Regions from separate parts of the Mus musculus genome. Here regions 2 and 3 are each linked to region 1. A link is a contact called in public Hi-C and HiChIP or PLAC-seq data. All regions are on one chromosome and are shown on one strand. Each heading gives the region's core, a stretch centred on a gene start, on an enhancer-like site or on the middle of the called end of the contact. The rest is flanking DNA. Distances are from core to core; before and after follow the strand shown. Region 1 overlaps Arsj (arylsulfatase J). Region 2 overlaps Camk2d (calcium/calmodulin-dependent protein kinase II, delta). Region 3 overlaps Camk2d (calcium/calmodulin-dependent protein kinase II, delta).

What was found. Hi-C and Micro-C count contacts between places; a contact is called where the count stands out from the background. HiChIP or PLAC-seq counts read pairs in DNA pulled down with a chosen protein or histone mark.
Region 2: a contact with region 1 is called in a Hi-C map of muscle stem cells, with 2.4 times the contacts expected there. The contact joins two enhancer-like sites. A contact is called at or near these places in 2 of 484 Hi-C or Micro-C datasets (muscle stem cells and uterus).
Region 3: a FOXA1 HiChIP or PLAC-seq map of pancreatic cancer cells shows a contact between it and region 1. The contact joins two enhancer-like sites. A contact is called at or near these places in 1 of 484 Hi-C or Micro-C datasets (muscle stem cells) and 1 of 115 datasets of contacts at active chromatin or transcription factors (pancreatic cancer cells).

Annotation. Positions count from the first base shown.
Region 1 is chr3:126,382,933-126,386,660 of GRCm38.p6, reverse strand. The region is part of intron 1 of Arsj (arylsulfatase J); the gene reads right to left. Among named protein-coding and RNA genes, the nearest start is that of Gm35408, 4.5 kb to the right of the region's middle. Within about 2 kb of position 1,495, at least 131 of the 459 cell types and tissues checked have an H3K27ac peak or open chromatin away from gene starts, as enhancers often do. A contact at or near this core is called in muscle stem cells, pancreatic cancer cells and uterus, where this site is marked.
Region 2 is chr3:126,693,608-126,697,293 of GRCm38.p6, reverse strand. The region is part of intron 3 of Camk2d (calcium/calmodulin-dependent protein kinase II, delta); the gene reads right to left. Among named protein-coding and RNA genes, the nearest start is that of Gm15551, 27 kb to the right of the region's middle. Within about 2 kb of position 1,598, at least 200 of the 459 cell types and tissues checked have an H3K27ac peak or open chromatin away from gene starts, as enhancers often do. A contact at or near this core is called in muscle stem cells and uterus, where this site is marked.
Region 3 is chr3:126,829,696-126,833,252 of GRCm38.p6, reverse strand. The region is part of intron 16 of Camk2d (calcium/calmodulin-dependent protein kinase II, delta); the gene reads right to left. Among named protein-coding and RNA genes, the nearest start is that of Gm15551, 160 kb to the right of the region's middle. Within about 2 kb of position 1,557, at least 145 of the 459 cell types and tissues checked have an H3K27ac peak or open chromatin away from gene starts, as enhancers often do. A contact at or near this core is called in muscle stem cells and pancreatic cancer cells, where this site is marked.

The DNA.
Region 1 (3,728 bases), core at 246-2,745:
CTTAAGACACTACTTTATAAAAAACAAAACAACAAAAAAAATAGAGTCTAGTGGGCAAGAGATATATAAAAGTAACAACCAGTGTTTAAAAACTATGGTGGTTTCAATATGCTTGGCCCATGAGAAGTGGCACTATTAGCAATGTAGTCTTAATGGAATAGGTGTGGCCTTTTTGGAGCAAGTGTGTAATTGTGTTGGCAGGCTTTGAGATTCCTTAGTGCTCAAGTTCTGTCCAGTGTAGAAGAAAGCCTCCTTCTGGATGCCTTTGGATCAGGATGTAGAACTCTTATGTCCTTCTCCTGTATCATGGCTGCTTGCAGGCTGCCATGCTTTCTGCCATGATGATAATGTACTGAACCTCTGAAACTTATAAGCCAGCCCTAATTAAATGTTGTCCTTTATAAGAGTTGACTTGGTCATCGTGTCTCTTCACAACAATGAAACCCTAAGACAAAAACTAGAGTTGATTTGGTCATTGTGTCTCTTCACAACAATGAAACCCTAAGTCAAAAACTTATGTGCATTCCAGCAATACAAAGTCTCATCCGTGTTATGACTAATGATCATATATGACTTCATGTTTATCTACATGTATGGAAATTAATATATGTAGTTATAATAAATTCCCTTAAACAGTCATAAGATAATTATTTATATATATATATACACAAACACACACAAACACACACACATATATATATACACACATATATACATATATGTATATATATATATATATCTTCAGACTCCATACCTTGATACAAACTAGTTCCTACATTAAAGATTGGTTGCTTTTCTCTGTAGATATGAACTGATACAGGGAACTGGAGAAGAAGACAGACAATGGCTTACATTTTCAAGGTTAAGTAATATTTCAAACAGGCTTCACTTCTGTGGTTCAAATTCACTTTTCTGATTGATTTAACTGCTTAATTTCACTAATCTGTGGGTCCATCTTGAGAACGCCTTCCTTTTGAGCCTTTGACCTGGCTAGTTCCATAGCAGTCACTCTTTCCTGTGCTTTAGGCTAAAGCCCTCACTTGGTTACCACACTTTCTCCTTTTCTAACCCACCAGCATTTTTAAAAACCTAGAGTCAAAGCTTACAGAGTGTATGCGTGGTGCGGTGGCTGGCTGGTTTAATGATCTTCTGTTTGGCAATTTAAAACATAATAAAAATTTCATTATGATCGGAACTCTGAGCAGAACATTTCTTTTTCAGGCAAACATTGTGAAATTAAGTGTTATGCCACCAGTTGCTGTGGGGATTGTGCTGAGTGGCTCGATGGCACATAACCACATCATCCAGTCGTAGACTGCGGGAGAACTAATTTCTGTTCAGGCTCTGTTCAGCATACTCACTCGTTAGCAGTCCAGCCTCTAAACAGACAGGCCGTTTCTTTTTTAAAAAACCTTCTGTTTAATGTTTCAGATGCACAGGCTCAGATGTGGTGACTCATATTCTCAGCACTGAATCATGTAGCCAAATCTGAGTCAGAGCATAAGGGCCGTTGCAGACCTTCAGCTATCTGAACCTGAGGGAAGTATGTAAACTTGTGAATAACTTCCTGGTCTCAGTGGAGACAGAATTTTTTGTCAGAGCAAGAGAGAACCAGTATGAGACGGTTTTCCTGTTTTATCTTTTCTAAACTTAAAAAGATCTATTAGGACAATCTCAGTCCCATTATTACTTCCCTTAAAAAGATCACAGTGGCCACGTGTGGCATTTAAACAATGGCTTTCAAGCAGCTGCTGTATCTTACTTTATGCTAATTCACTGTGGATTTTTAGGCCATTTGGCAACTACAGCCCGCGCAGGATTAACTATTCCATCAGAATGTGTTTACTTGGCAGCGTATTATCACAGGAATTTTCTTTTTCTCTGAAAGATGAGATAAACACATGAAGCCAAATGGCCTTGTTTAGAGTTGTTCTCCACTTCACATTGTGGTTCTCGTGGATCGGGTTAATGTCACGACACCCCATCCCCTAAGCAGAACTTTCTCTGTGAAAGTTTTAGCTTCTCTTGCTTGTATTCCAAGGTTCTGGGGACCCACCATTAAATAGCATTCTAGCCCATTAGCGCAGCTGTTGGTTTGTTCTCAGTTTGTAACATTGTTGCTATTTTTCTTTCACTATTTTAGTTTTCTTCAACAGGTCCCTTTTCATGTTCAGCAGTGCATTCATAGGACTTAAGGAACAAGGAAGCCAGGTTGGAGGGGTGGCTCGGTGGTTAAGCCTGCCCTTTCAGAGGTCTTGAGTTCAATTCCCAACAACCACATGGTGGCTCACAGCCATCAATAATGGGATCTTATACCCTCTTCTGGTGTGTCTGAAGAGAGCAATGGTGTACTCAAATAATTTTTCTTTTTAAATAAAGGAACCAGGAAACCACGATGAGGCGATGGTAAAATAAAAGTGGCAGACAAGGCTATTTTCATACATGTGCATGGCACCTAATTCTTGCCAGACAGGAGAGAGAAGGAGTGAGCATGAGTAACGGATAGTCACAGATAATCAACAAGCCTTTTCCCTTGGAAGAGTTTGCCCATTATCGCCAATGAAGCTTTTGCCACCTCTACCTAGAAGGGAAAATTGGCCCTCGCTTAGCCTTCTCCAGCTCCTTTGCCAGCATGTGTCTCCAAGGTTCCCCTCCAGACCATGCAGTTGCAAAGGCTTTGTGTTGCTGCTACCAGAGGAAACATTAATGATTCATGTGTTTGCTGGTGTGACAAATTTGAAACTGTTCTAAAGTGTATCATTTCATGAATGAAATGAATTCAAAACGGTTTAATTACAAAATGCTATATATAATATAAATATGAAAAAAGATTGTTATTTAACTATCTTATCTTTAATATCTCTATTTAAATGATACTTTGAACAAGTAAAACAAAGACATTTCATAATAAAATACATGTTTAAGAGCCTGGTGTTCTCTGCTTCTGATACTGATGTGTTATCATTTTTACATTTTCTAACTCTTTTTGATGCCTATATCTGGATCATGATTGCAAGCTCAATGTTTCATTCATTTATTGCATTAACTTGGCAACTTCTCTCCCTAAACATTTTTTTTTAAATCCAGAAGATTTGAAACAATGACCCAGGAGTCCTGAAGCCTGGTAGAAGGTCTGCGAATCTGCCTTGGAAGGCAGTGCTCGGGGTTGGGAACCTGCCAGATTCCTTGCTTTCATGTCTGGGCTTTTCTTTCAAAGATGCCATTTGAATGAAAAGTTCCTCAATGGGAAGGAGTCTGTAAATCACAGAACACATGTCAAGTCCAACAAGAGAGTAAGCCAATGTACCTATGGCAGACATACGCAAACCTGCCGACTCCTATAGCGGGAGTGACAGCAGAAGAGTACCGTGTGTACTATGTACTGTGTACTATGTACTGTGTACTGTGTAGCTCCATCTAGGCTGAGGGAGGCCAACAGAAGAGGCCAAGGAGGGGGTGGGGGTCCGAGAAGGTTTCCAAAACTTGAGTGGTAAAATTACACAGACAAGGCAAACCTGCTTGCCCCAAGCTTTACGTTATGATTTAAAATAGTGGGTAGGGAGAAAAGAGAGTGAAGACAGTCAAAGTATATATGACAGATATTAACGAATGTTGTGGGATGCATCGCTCTGGAACTAATAAAATTGTGTGTGTGTGTGTGAGAGAGAGAGAGGGGGGGGTAGGATTTGAAATTGTAAAGTATTCCTTACACTTCACTTCATTGAGGA
Region 2 (3,686 bases), core at 349-2,848, 310 kb before region 1:
GACTAGAAACAAGAAAGTTGAGACAGAGGTGCAAGCTTGAAAACCCAAGTATTGTACAAAAGCCCCAAGAGGTAACTCACTTTTCAAGTCTAGAGGGACTGAGGAAGACTAGAACCAAGAAGGCCCCAGTGGACTTGGTACTACCCAGGAGGGGATGGAGTCACTCAGAGTACTTTCACTCAACAACAATGGGGGCCTGAGCTGAAGACAGACATTCGAGACAGGAAAGGCCTTGATACCCTATGGAATCAGAGAGTCCTGTCCAACACTCAGCTAGCAGTCTGTCTACTGTAGCCATGATCATCACCTGGTAGCAGCTACCGACATAGTTTTGACTTAGGGGCGATACTGTTGCTTCTTCTGGTCCTTGGAGATAGTCAAGACTCTAGAAAATATTTCACAGCTGACGCACATACCTAGTGCGGGCACTTCTTTTACAGGTTCCTGTGAACAGTCCAAGCTTCCCTCACAGGGCTGATGCTCCTGACACAGCTGGCACCCAACTTCAGTATTTTATGCAAATGAAAAGTAATGCTGTTACACAGAGCCCTGGGGGCCTTGTGCAGATGAGGAAGTCAGATCAAAATGTGAACTTCGGAGTCAAACAAACGTATTTGAATCTTGGTTCCACCCTCTGTAAACTAAGCAAGCTCAACCAAATTTAATTAACATCTCTGAGACTCACAGAGTCCCGATTTATATAGGCACAGGATCAGTTACTGACAGTGAACTGAGTTTTAAAAAATGGAGATTTGGTTTCCTGAGACATAGAGTAGTCTGGAAAGTAATAAGATAATTATATGAAATATAAGATAATTATATGAAATGTTCAGAATCAATACGTTTCAGGTTATTACTATCTAAAAAAAATCTACCTATTTTTCTTAAAGCTTTCTTCTTCCAAACAGAATAAAGAACTGGAAGTTTGGTACTCTGTGTAATTATGAAACAGATATTTATAAAAATAAAATACTATCAAAATATCTAATAATTAGAATACTGCTATAAAATAAATACAATAAAGTTATTGCCACTTATTAAAATTATTACACCATCTGCCCTGTGATAAACCATGAGGCTTTCACAGTGATTGTTAAATTTTTTGGTTTGCAAAATAAATACTAGACTTGGGCTACAATATACCCATGAAATAAAAGTGATATGCTACACTTTAAAATTAAGGACAAGGAAATGAAAACACCTCAACAAAACTATAAATTACTTTAGACAGGTTTCTCATGAAGAAATGGAGGGGGGGGTCTCTCTATGCTGCACAACTCAAGGATGAGGAGTGAAGCAATCAAAGAACTATGAACATCCAGAAAAAGAGAAAACATTACAGAAAGATCAGTTATACCGTGGTTCCTCAGTTTATAATCGTCCCAATTAGTAGTAAAATATGTGACATTTCAACAGGAAGGGATTCCTGTGTCCTGGAGCATACGCGGCAAACAAGGCATTAAAGTCCAATAAGGGCAGAGGACAAAAGAACAGGGTCAGAGGAGCTGTCACGGATCCAGGTCATCCACAGAGCTGTTTGTGAAGCCATGCGTGGATGCCCAGGAGTCCAGCCTGCCAGCGTACAGAATGAATTGCCCAGAGCCTCAGCAGTCCATTTCCAGCCTGAGCTGAGACAGCAGTATCAATCACTAGCAGTAGGAAAGGGACTGGAGCGGTGACAGGCTCTTAGGCCAGGGAACTCTGCAGCACAAAGCAAGAACTGTTCCTTTTCTGGCAGCTCACTGTTGCGATCGATGCCTAAGCCAGCGAATGCGTGTGAGTCAGAGACTCTCATGCTCTGCAGTGACCCCAGCAGCCTCTCTTCCACTGACCATCATCTGGTTCTGGGCCTTGATGTGATTGGCTTATTTCTTTTATTAGGGTAATCTTTATGCCTGGTAAGAGTGGACATATTCAGAGCTGTCTGCCTCTCTGTCTCTCTGTCTCTCTCTCTGTGTCTCTCTCCCTGTCTCTCTCTCTCCTTCTCTATCTCTTTATTCTCACTCCCTCTCTCTGCAACTATACTGAACATCCTGGTAAACTGCAATGAGTTTTTAAACTGATTAAAGTCAGCTTCATAATTTAAAAAAAAAAAAGGTTCAAAGGATAATAGGAATTGCCTTATAAGAAATTTGCAGATGAAGATGGATATATTTTCTTCTCTACTCTACAAGCAAAAGCTTTTATTATGCCAGGGTATTTCACTCTGGCTCATGTCCACTGCTGTCATAATGGGTTTCTGTTATATAAAGAGGCAATCACTCAATGAGGGCTATTCTAAATCAGTTCCATTAGAGGGACAACTGGGGAACTCCAGGGATTTGGGGAAAGGTGGGAAAGGAGAGAGCCAAAAAGAAAACAAGACATCAACAACACAATCAAAAGAAACAGGAAGATACATAAATAAGTAAATGCGTCTTCTTGGTTTCTAGGCCGAGATGGAAGTGAGTCTTTCAAAGGATGACGAAGTTGGCCTTAGTGATGCACAGGCCAGAAACTTAAAATATGAGAAAAAGGTAGAGTCAAAATTATTTTAGTGATATTGTATATATATATAAATTCCACAATCCTCTGAAACAAATAGCCAACTTATACAAAAAAAGAATTATGCTGGGCATGGTGGCATAAACATTTAATCCCCACACATGGAGACGTAACCGATCCCTTTAAGTTCCAAATCAGCCTGAACCACAGAGCGAGTTTCAGGCCAGTTAGGGCCACAGAGTGAGAAGTGAGACCCTGTCTTACAAACTACAACGAAAACAAGAATAGAGGAAAGCCTGGAGTGGTTTAGCTAAGGTTACACACAAAATTCCAAAGCCACAGGTGACCAGGAGGTGGTAACTGAGACATAAAGAGACTGGAAACAGACATCTACGGTAAACCTGGGACAGAAAATCTAGTGCCCGGGCAACTGGGAGCACAGCTGAGAGCAAAGCCACTAGAAGACAAATAAACCTGAGCAACTAAGGAAAAGCCTTTCAGGCCACAATAGACCTAGTAGAAACGGGAGCAGAACTAATGTACAAACTGGACTCGTCTTGCAGCATAGGGAGAATTTCAAATTACCCATGGAGTCAACAGCTTAGCTTCTCAGAATACATGAGGTGGCCAGGAGATACAAAGCTGTTTTCCTGAGTCAAGAGAGACTCAAGAATTCAATCCATAGCCCAGAACCCAGTAACCCACGCAGGAAAGTCTTCTAGACAATGAAGCTCAGATTAACCAAACTCACTCTACCATCTATGTTTGTAGAGCCATAGCCTGGCAATGGTTTCTCTCTCTCTTTTTTTTTTTAATTGCATGAAATTAATAAAAAATAATATTTCTAAAGATTTATTTCTTTTTATAAATATGTGTATATGGTTTCAAAAGTTTATATGTTCCACATGCATGTAAGTGCCCAAGGAGCCAGGAGAAGGTGTTAGATCTCCTGGAACTGGAGTTACAGGTCATTGTGTGCCCAGTTCTCTGCAAGAACAGTAAGGGCTCTTCACGGCTGAGCCATCTCTCCATCCCCTGAAGGATAATGTTTTATGACATATAAAAAATTAAATTTGGCTTTCAGTGTCTATCAATAATTCTGCTAGAATGCCATCGCTCTCGCCTTCCTCCAGGAAATGGTATGCCTGCTTTTGAGCAATGATCATTAAGAAAGTGAAACTAGAAAGAAAGCCCAGCCACCA
Region 3 (3,557 bases), core at 308-2,807, 450 kb before region 1:
CGTTCAAGATCCTGTTTATCTAAATGAAGTCATTTCTTATTAAAAAATAAATCTGGAAAAATAATTTGACTCCATTAAGACTATCTGACATTACCTCATACCAAATATAATAGTCAGGGGCCTCATAAAAGGATTATTAGAGCTGTCTATATAATGGCTACTAACTATGTAAATGTTTATAATGTAAAAGGATCATGCTTATAGTCCACAATAGTTGCATAAATTCTCACTTGTATGAAAGCATAGAACACGGGCTTTCCTAGATCCTCTACACACTTATAATATCTGTTTTTTTCCCATTTAATTGATCCATATGAATAATGTAGCCATCCTCGGGACATACTGATGGAGTGGTAGCAGATGATAATTCCGTAGCAAGGATGCTGCCAATGGCACATTCAATTTAGTTAGGCAACAGGTGATTCATCTACCTGTTCTTGGCAGCGTGAAGCTTTGGTAAAGGTCCATGATAGCCAACCTGATTCTGGATCATGAAGGACAACTGTGAGAAGCTGCTCAGGAGCGAGAGTGTAGGAGATGTGGCTTCCAAGTGAGAGTGTAAAAGATGTGACTTCCAAGTGAGATTATAGGAGATATGACTTCCAAGTGAGAGTATAGGAGATATGACTTCCAAGTGAGAGTATGGGAGATGTGACTTCCAAGTGAGAGTGTAAAAGATGTGACTTCCAAGTGAGAGTGTGGGAGATGTGACTTCCAAGTGAGAGTATGGGCGATGTGACTTCCAAGTGAGAGTGTGGGAGATGTGGCTTCTAAGTGAGAGTGTAGGGGATGTGACTTCCAAGTGAGAGTGTGGGAGATGTGGCTTCTAAGTGAGAGTGTAGGGGATGTGACTTCCAAGTGAGAATGTAGGAAATGTGGCTTCCAAGTGAGAATGTAGGAAATGTGGCTTCCAAGTGAGAATGTAGGAAATGTGGCTTCCAAGTGAGAATGTAGGAGATGTGGCTTCCAAGGCTCCCTCTTCACATGAGACTGTCATTTAAAATTAACAACCTTTTCAGTAAGTTATAGGCTGGCTGGAAAACTATAATTTGAAACCAAAACCAATCTTTTAATACTAATAAGAAATAAGGAGGAAGAAGGAGGAAGATGAAGAGAGGAAGAGGAGGAGGAGGAGAAGGAAGAGAAGGAGGAGAAGGAGGAGAAGGAGGAGGAGATGAAAGCCAAGTGTTGGTTTTGCGACTTCAGTAGGCAGTTTACAGAGTGTGGACACTTCTGGAACAGTTCCCAAGGTCCAGAAAACCTACATCCTGTCCCACTCAGATGATGGAGTCAGGAGCAGCAGTAGAGAGTGGCCATCTTTCACTCAAAACCACGATTGCCCAACTCCTCCTTGCCCACCCCCATCCCCCACAGCTTTCTGATGTTTTGCTACAGTGGCCTTTTAAGTTTGTTTATGCATGCTCAGAGCCACACAGACCATCTTCTATTTTACTTCCCATGCTGTTCGAGCTGGCCAAGCAACACCCAGAGAGGCCTCAAGGAGGATGCTTCTGTGCTGTGTCACCCTGGAGGCAGTGTGAGTCTTGGCTTAGGAAGGGCCTGGAACTCAGGAATTTCTGAAGTGTTCATTTCCCCCAGGCAAAGGCGTGTGAGTGAGTGAGTCAGGGCTGGGCCTGGCACATGACAGCTGACTCTTGGAAGGAAAGCAGAGGGTGGAAATGAATCACTCATGTACAGTGCTCTGAGGTTAGGAGTCGGAGCTGTTGCCACAAGCTCAGCATCTGACTGACCTAGGGTGTGAGGGTGGGGTGACTGCCGCCTCACTCTCCCTCAGCAACAGAGAGCTGTGGAGACAGTCACTGGGCCACAGCCTTGGCTACTTGTTCTCTAGGAAGGAGGTCTGGTCTTTCTGCTCCCTTTTTCTTTAAGATAGTGATGGCTGTGTTTGAGGATTTCCAGCTTGGGAAAAGAGATGGGAGGAAGGCATATGGAAAAGATGACCCACATCCACAATGCACTTTGCATGCCCGCATGCAAACACATTGGTCCTATTTCTCTCCCCACACTCACAGATTCTTTGACATTTTTTTTCTTTTTTTAAATCAATCGAAAGATCAGAAAATGTTCAGCTCCTAGGCCAAAGAAAGTTGACACAAGGAGTAGCCTGGGCCATCTCAAAGCTACTTTCTTTTCTGGTGAGGATAAAGTGAATGCTGGAAAAACAATTGATTGGCAAGCATCAGGTTACTTCAGGGTTCTTTTCTCTGTGCAAGGATTACAGCAGAGCAAATTTCATTATTGTCTGATAAAGAGCCTACAACTTGAAGATACCCTAAAACACCAGAAGCAGAGGTCTGTGAAAAATCAGGCCAGGCCCCTGATCTGGCCCCTCAAAAACCAAACCAAAACACACACACACAAACAAACAAACAAAGAAACAAACAGAACAGCGCTGAATGCGAGGGTCCCCTCCCCCATTGGAACTATAGGGTAAGTCTATGGTCCTTACCGGTCCCCACCTTCTCTGTGCCCCTTAGCAATCAGACTAGGCCAGATTAAATTAGGTGTGGTGGAATTACCTCCCACCAGACTCCAGGAAGGCTCAGAGAAATAAAAAGCTCTCTTGTTTTCCCAGTTTTCTTAGGGTCGCTGAAGTATCCACACCTCTCTTTAGAAGCTCATTTGTGCATTACCTAGAGGTTGTCTCGCCCGCTCTTCCACTTTAAGCTTCTAACTGGGAGTTTTGAAAGGAAGGCCCTTTCTTCTCTAATGCTGCTCTTGTATGATGCACTGTGTCTCCAAACGCTCCCCTAATGATTCTGTCCCCATCCCCCAGAGGTTGAAAGACGGTCCCGTGCGAGAGACTCTGTTCTGCTTTTCAGCTTTGCCTGTTAGGGTCTAGTGTCGGAACACAGTCACCATCACAGGCACTCAGAGATCTGCAGCTCCTTCCTTCCCAACTCTACCTCAAAGCCCATTTTAAAAGCATCACTTGAATATTTCATCCACTTCAAATACAACTCCCTGCATTAAGCTTGTCAAGGTCCATGACTGCCGATGAGAAGAGACAGGTGAGATGACATCTGCACTTCTTACTGTGCACAGAAACTCGTAGATGAACACCCTCTAATCAGGTGATGTCCTGGACAGATTGTAAGGTCTCAAGAGAGAATACAAAGTGCACAGAGCTGCTAGGGAGGGAAATCCCAAGAGGGACCATGAAGGAGACAGAGAAGAGAAGCTTCAAGCAATGCTGTGACTCTCAGAGACAAAGCTTCTTACATGCCCAGAGGGACAAGCCTGCAGTGACTCACTTCCTGGTTTCTCAGGTCTTCCTTCCCTACACAATCTACTGGTTGGAGAGAGTGGCAGTGCCAGTTGTCATTGAGATACTGATCTGCTGCCTCTTCGGATCACTGACACTGAAGAAAGCAGAACTTACAGATTCAATTCTTTCCTGTTCAGTAGTTTGTCATATAGGGCCACCATATTCCTGTTACATACACCTAATTGCTTTTCAATGGATCTTTCTCTACGTGTATAAACAAGAATGAGGCCAAGAACCAGAGAAAATATTGTATCTTATCTACTCCATC